Linked DNA regions of Hordeum vulgare: region 1 is linked to region 2. Evidence: chromatin contacts called from public Hi-C data. All regions are on one chromosome and are shown on one strand. The core of a region is the stretch at or near the end of the contact, and the rest is flanking DNA. Distances in the headings are between cores, read along the strand shown.

The links. Hi-C and Micro-C count contacts between places; a contact is called where the count stands out from the background.
Region 1: a Hi-C map of leaf shows a contact between it and region 2, with 4 times the contacts expected there. The contact joins the promoter of LOC123442897 here to the enhancer-like site in region 2. A contact is called at or near these places in 1 of 6 Hi-C or Micro-C datasets (leaf) and 1 of 1 datasets of contacts at active chromatin or transcription factors (embryo).

Annotation. Positions count from the first base shown.
Region 1 is chr3H:44,827,774-44,831,279 of MorexV3_pseudomolecules_assembly, reverse strand. LOC123442897 (protein NDL1-like) reads right to left here and starts at 2,256. Exons shown (of 11, transcript XM_045119077.1): 1 at 2,065-2,256; 2 at 1,333-1,432; 3 at 1,148-1,245; 4 at 946-1,034; 5 at 796-856; 6 at 632-718; 7 at 465-542; 8 at 325-381; 9 at 163-218; 10 at 1-67. The coding sequence starts at 2,124.
Region 2 is chr3H:44,766,703-44,770,770 of MorexV3_pseudomolecules_assembly, reverse strand. No RefSeq gene overlaps it. Among protein-coding and RNA genes, the nearest start is that of LOC123442897, 60 kb to the left of the region's middle. Within about 2 kb of position 2,745, at least 3 of the 3 cell types and tissues checked have open chromatin away from gene starts, as enhancers often do. A contact at or near this core is called in leaf, where this site is marked.

The sequences.
Region 1 (3,506 bases), core at 1,007-3,506, 61 kb before region 2:
GTTCTCTCCCACGAAAATCAGCGTCCGGCACCGGAGCTTCTTCAGTGCTTCAGTTATGTCATGCCTCCTGATAGATGGAGGAGGTTGATGAACTGGGTGAGCTGAGCTCCAAATTTGTTTGGTATTTACAGGTAATGCCTAGCAAAGTTATTGTTTACTCACTCGTTTATTGCTTTAAGGAATCGACATACATTAACACCCTGCCTCTGATCAAGTAACTGCATAAAAAGGTAATCATGACCTCAGTCAGATATTGAAACTGTAGAGATAATTGACATTCTAGAAAAAACACTAGAAAGCTGCAAAGGGGAGAAAAATACTTACACTTCTACAGGCCTGGACAATTTCCGATTCAGGTTCTTGTCCACTACCACGAACTTCCTGTACGTAGCAGAAAAAAGATGTTCAGTGGAACTTCCTGTACAAGGTGTAAACAGAACAAGCTAATGGAGGACGAAATATACCGTGCTAAAATACCGCTGAAGGAGGCATTCGTTCACTAGTCCACTAGTACCACAATAATAAAGTAAGTTTAGCAATACCTGAAAGACCAGAATATGAGGTTAGTATACACCAATAAGTACTAAGGCACTGATAAATTCATGGCTGAAACTGAAGTGTCAATTGTTACCTTGTTATACAACCACTCACTCCAAGATGGGGCTTTGCATAGAGGTGAAACCAACATCAGGCCAAGAACCCTTTCCCTGTACTTTGCCTGGGATAACATATAAAACAAATCGTTAGCCAAAATCAGATAGCAAGCTTTAAAGGACTAATCGTGCAACCACTTACTGCAAAGAGGGTAAGCACGTAGGCACCGGCGGTGACACCCATGCACATCACAGACCCTAAACTGCAAGAACAATGCCACAATAACATCAGAGGACTCCTTTAGGCACCGACAGGATAACAAGAAAGTAAGCCAATTATCAGATATTTTACCCGAAGAAATCAAGAACATCCGCGACCTGATCCGCGAGATTATCAACAGATAGCTCAGGTACATCCGATGGAATCGGAGCTGCTCCCAACTGTAAGACAGCAGATGCCATGAAAGACAAACATGTAAGAACCAGAGGTCATAGGGGCAGAATGGCAGATGACCATGTAAAACATGGAGGAACAGATGATGATGACTACTGACCTCATGGCCTTGAGGAGTAATATGGTAGATACAAAAATTGTGAAGCAACAGGGACGCAGCCTCTGGGCAGAAGAACAATCCTTGGAAGCAGGACATGTCTACCAAACAGGAATACAACACATGAGCAACCCTGGTATTATATCAAAATTTATAACACCAACCACAAAGAAAACGACAGCACTCACAATTCAGAGCTACATCCGGGTACGTTATGAGCGCTGGCTTGTCTTCGTCTCCGTACACGGATACAGATACAGGGCCGTATCTTGTTCTCACAGGATGCTCCTGATAAATCACATGGCACAAGGAAACGTATTTAGCAACAGCTGTAAACAAGCCATTCCAATTTAGACCATCCCCCAAAATTGACCAGAGATGCTCCTTCCTTGGTAAAGCAAGCAGGCAGGCGCCATGCGTTTGCTTAACACACAGAAATAGCATGAGCACGCTTCCTGACGTTGCTTCGCATGCTTGTAATCGTAAACCAGGGGCCGTTGCAATTACACATTCAAAATGAAATACCCTTAAATTCTAAGCCTGGTTTCTTCTTGTTCCTACTCATGACCAGCATTGCAAATTGCAACCACAACAAACAAGCCACGCAGCAGCTAATATTTCTAATCCATAATAGTACAATTTGTGGTTTCCCCCCACAGAGGAAGCATGCTAGCAATATGGCATGCTATCATCCTCCTCAATTTTTGCAACTGATTAAGAAGAGGTGGGGATAACAATAAAGGGGCAGAAATCAGCAAGAACAAGCTCCTCTGCCCAACCACCCCAACGAACCAAACAAGCAAACAGAAACCCCCCACGGAGCTCGCCCTACACAAATCAATCCTCCGCGCAAGAATGCGCCCACCGTCGAACCGAGGGAGGGGAATCAATCAATCAAGAACCGGAATGCGAGCACGGACCTTGCCGCCGAAGTAGATCCGCTCCACGTCGATGGACACCGACCCGCTCGAGTCCCCCATGGCGGCTTCCAGAAGCTTCCTCTCAACAGCCCACCAACAACCCCTTCCTCCTCCTCCTCGTCGTCGTCGTCGCTCGCCTCTTCCTCTTCCTCTTCCGGCTCTCTCGCTCTGTCTCCTCCTTCCCCCCACCCTTGGCGTCTATCGCGTGCATATATACGCGAGGGCGTCGCGGCCCAGAAATAAACTCGCCACCGACGGCGGTGAGCTTACCGGTGGGTGACTAGAATGGGACAAGCCGGAGACTAGTTTTTTAGATCCACACGTTGTTGGCTCGTTTTGGGCGGGCCCACATGTCGACGGGCGTCGTGGGGTCGTGCGTCTGAACTGCGTGTGGCCCTAGCGTTTTGCTCCGCTCCGCCGGTGTGAAGGCGTGGGCAACGGGCGGTCTGCTACGGGCACGCCCGTTTCGGCCCTCGTGGGACGCGTTGGGAATTCGCAGTCCATGGCCTATTTTTTCCAGTCCAATGGTCAATGCGATGTCGTCTATTTTTCTTCTCGTTTCCACAGTGCAAAAGTTTGTGTGCTATTTATAGTTTGGCAAGCTTTGTTCTTTTAGTTTGGAGTTCGCGTTGTTCACAAAAGGTTATGTGCCATGCAATCCAGTGTTGTGGAGATTGTGGTTCATGGAGCTTTTCATGACTCATAGAATGTGTACTATTTGGGAGTTCATTGTTATAGATTGGAATTTCATTTCGATTCATATACACTATGAGACATAGTACAATCTAGTGCCTTAAAGATCAAATGGTTATGGTTCATGGAGCTTTTCATGACTCATGGATGGATGCTTACACATAGAATGTGTACTTTTTTGAGAGTTCATTGTTATAGGTTGGAATTTCATTTCGATTCATATACACTATGAGACATCCAATCTAGTGCCTTGAAGATCAAATGGTTATAGAGCTATGGAGGGTCTTTTCCTCCCTACTATCGCTACCAAGACAAAAAAAAGGGGGCAGTGCCGATCTACCCACCTCCAGGACATTAACCGTCTCCTTCCATTTATCGCTTCGACAACGAGAATAGTTTAAGGGTTGCCGATCGGCGGCAACCAGACGACGATGGCACCATTGGCATGGAATAAATTCTTCACTAATTTGCATTTGCTCCGGTGGTGTTTCGTACCATCAGGATGGCGGGGCGAGGATGGTGTGGACCTTGCAGAGGCGATACTCCGTGATGGTGGTGCTTCGTCGCCGAGATGTTCTTTTGGGCACCCACCTCAAATTCATTCAACAGGACAAAGCTCTTCCAAGACATATTCATGTGGTCTTCTGGGGCGGCAAGGTGGGGTCTCTTGTTGTGCGTGTCGACGAGTTCTGGTGACATGTGCTTCGGCTTGATTCGGGGTTTCAATGTTGACGACTACAACTATAGGC
Region 2 (4,068 bases), core at 1,496-3,995:
GACATATTTAAAGTATAAATTTATCTATTTTGCTTCGTATGTAGTCTTCTAATGAAATATCTAAAAAGACTTATATTTAAGAACGGAGTGAGTAGTTATAAATAAGTTTTTAGTCTGAGCCTCCAAACCGTGCAATCTTGTGGTCTGCATTTCATCTCTTTTTTATTTTGATTGGGCCACATGGAGTCAGACCCCTATCATGGGCCAAGGTGCGTGCTTCACATCTTTTTTCCTTTGATTGAGCCGTGGAAAAAATGCACTAAAATAAATATGTATTTTTTGTAGGACAACGCTAGGGAGCGGCGCCGCACCTGTGTCTTGTGGTGCGGCGGCTCAATTAATCACCTTCCAATGCAAAAATTAACCTTCTATTCCTATTAATCACCCACTACGTATCTCTTTTATGCAAGCATGCGTGTAATGATATCATTATGTATAATGAAAACTGCTACATGTATGCAATGATGTCATCAAGATTCCTTTTGATTTTAAAATTTAAAAAGTTTTATCTACAAAACCGTTAATTCAATCGATGATCCGCTTTCACCATTGACTTTCTCTCGACGAGTTCTTCAAAACTAGATCCCATGTCGACATGTTTCGTCAACTATTTTTTTCATTCATACTTGTTACATTTTTTGACCCCACTTTCCATATTATTAACCACTTACTTGCCTGAAAAAATAACTTAATTGACACTTTTTAATGTTTTGTCGTGCAAAACCATATAGCAGTTTTCATTATACATGATATAAAAGCATTGTCATTGGTTGTGTTTGGTAATTTAAATATGCAAACTTGTCATATTTACGTACAATTTTGCCAAAAAAATACTTTGTGTGTGCTTGTTAGTTTAACTATGCTGAGTTATCATATTTATAAATGATGATCAGAAAAGTTTTTTTGTCATCGGTTTTAAATATGCCGAGTTGCCATATTTTTGCGCGTAATCGTCTAAAAAAGTTGTTTGTGCTTGTCATTTTGATTATGTCGAGATGTCATATTTATACGCAATTTTCAAAAAAATTAAGGATTAAGTTATTTTTTATCAGACAAGTAAGTACTTACTAATATGACAAGTAAGTACAGCAAATGTGGTAAGTACGAGCAATTTTTTTTTATAAAAGCACGTCGACATGGGATCTAGTTTTAAAGATTTTATCGAAACAAAGTCAACGGCGAAAACAGATCATCGATCCAATTAACAGTTTAAGACATAAAAGTTTTTGAATTTCGATCATTTAAAACGAATTTGATAACATCATTGCATGCATGCATGAGAAGAGAGCATGCAAGCCGCCGCACGAGATGTTCACCGTGCGGCGCTTCTAAATATCATTTCCCTTTTTTGTAACCTATGATCCAAGTAGGCCGACTACCATTACATTAAACAAGCTGCGTTGAGTCTCTGTTGGGCCTGGAAAAAATACCATTTCATTAAATGGGTTCTTTATATTTTCAATTAAATAGCACCACCTCATCCCTTTAGAACCAAAACCATCAATTTATATACGTTTTGGACTTACTTGTTATCGATCTAACTCAATAAATCGGCTTGAAAATCATTAAGCGAAGAATAACAACGACAACGTGAGAAGAAGAATGAGTCATGCTAAAAGAAGGAAGGAATATGCTATCCACTGTGGGCTAATTGAATGATGGTTAATTAAACGACTTGCTGATGAATGCGAAGAATTTCGCTATCCGGGGTACTATGGTTGCTCTTCGAGAGAGAAAGGCGAACAATAGAGCGGGGTAGACATTAATAGGTGGACGCATGAGAAAGATAACAATATTTTTCTCTGCAACGCACATATATTTGTGCTAGTATAATATAATTCTATTTTTTGAATGTAACTATGAATATAATAGCACATTATTCATGATATAGGAGTATAATCTATTTTCATGAGTGTAACAAATGGTCAGAGAAAACGAAGCGTAACTTAGTTGTCAAGGCGCGGGAGTTCGCAGCCAACCCATCAGTGTTTGAGTCTCGGTTCAAGCGCTTTGTGTTCATAGAGTTTTAAAAAAAAATGCCAATAGGCTAGTCTAGCCCAGACCGGTCTTGTTTTTTTTCAATTGATGGTCAAATTTAAGTCTGAAAATCCTTCTTTCGTTTAAAACTATTTATCATATAAATTAATAAAAATAGATATATGTAAAACTAAAATATTTTTAGATAAATTCATTTCTACGATAAATATTTCGGGACGAAGTGAGGAGGTGTTAAGCTAGGATGGACGAAGGTGAGCCATTCGTTCCAACAACTTGCAAACCACCGGGCGTTGCAACTGTGTGTTGCTAGCTAGCGGCCTAGCCTTTTTCATGATTGCGAGCCACATGCACGGAGATGATGGTGAGGAGACAATCTTACGATTTCGTATCTTTGTCACATGCAAGATACCACAAATCCCCCGGAATCTAATCCAACCATATCTATAACACACTAGTTAATCCCGGTTACGTTATGCTCTCCGGTGCATAATAAACGTGTTGAAACGGATAGCCCACGAGTAAAGACTGAGTGTGGAGCAGTATTCAATTGCTGAGTACCGTGCTCGGTTTCGCACAACTCATGGGGCATGGCACCGGGTTGATTGATTGAGGAGGCGTGGTCACTGTGTGGATGGATCGGATTAATCTGGCCTCCGTGTTGATCGTCAGAGAAACAGCGACGCGAACTGGTCAGTGGTCACTCACCGTCACCGATCATCCACCGACAGGGCACAGGGCCACGCAGGCCACGCGCGCGGAAGTCGACTGGGCGCTGTGCACGTACGCACACATGCGGTTGGCGCGTTAAACATGAGTCCCTTGCCGGCTGCATGCGCCGCGTGCCCTTGCCGGCTAGCCGGGTCCCGACGCGTAGCTAGAGCCGCGGCGGCGCGCGCCACGACGTAGCTGTTCGGTCCAAGCTCCACACGTAATCCCGGCGAGGCTACAGTCAGAGCATCTACAGCCGAATCCGGTCCCTATTAAGGCCCCCTTTGTTTGGGCTTTGGATTTTGAGATTCTGCTGTCAATCCTGATTTCTGAGAATCAGCTGTGATTCTTGATTTCTGAAATCAGAAGCAGATTGTTTGTTTACCCTGCTGTGGGATCTGAGAATTAGAATCTACCTGTTTGTTTACTTTGCTGTTTGGGCAGCTTTACGGATCGTAATTAATGTAAAATATTTTAAAAATTGAAACCATCATTCAAAATGTACGTTCAATTACCAACAATCATCCTAAACGTACATCAACCATCACTCAAAAGTAGTGCGTAAAACTAAACTTCATCTGTAGCTGCCAATAATCCATCAGCTATTCTCTCCCTGGTTACTTTCATCAGAGCATCATCACCATGCACAATGTTAGATACCCGACCAGTAGGTGGAGGTAGTAGATCTCCTGGCATGTAGTACTCATCACGATCACATCTATCAAACTCTTTATCTCTCAAGTGGTTGTCCCTGATAAAATTATGAAGTGCCATACAAGCAACAATGATCAAAGCTTGCTTGTCACAGGGGTAAGATGGCATATGCAATAAAATACGCCACTTCATCTTTAACACACCAAATGCACGCTCAATGACATTGCGTAGCGACGAATGGGCATGGTTAAAGATTTCTTTTTTACCATTGGGGGGATCACCATGGATAAATTCTGGCACATGGTATTTTGTCGACTTGTATGGAGCTAGATATCCCTCACAATTTGGATAACCCGAATCAACAAGATAGTACCTACCTGAAAAACAACACATGTATTGTTATGTACTATGGTATTGTATTATGGTAATGTAATAATACAATAGACAATTGTAATGTTACCTTTCGGCGGGTGTGGAAACATGGTTGCATACTTGACCAAAGTATCCTTAAATATTCTTGTGTCATGTGCCGACCCTGGCCATCCCGCAACTACAGAGGTGAATCTCATATCAAAGTCGCATACTGCCATGATATTCTGTGTTGGGTACCCATGCCGACCAACATGGTTCACTATCTCTTCAGCGGGAACAACCACAGGGATATGAGACCCATCAATTGCACAAATGCAATCATCAAAGTGAGGTGAA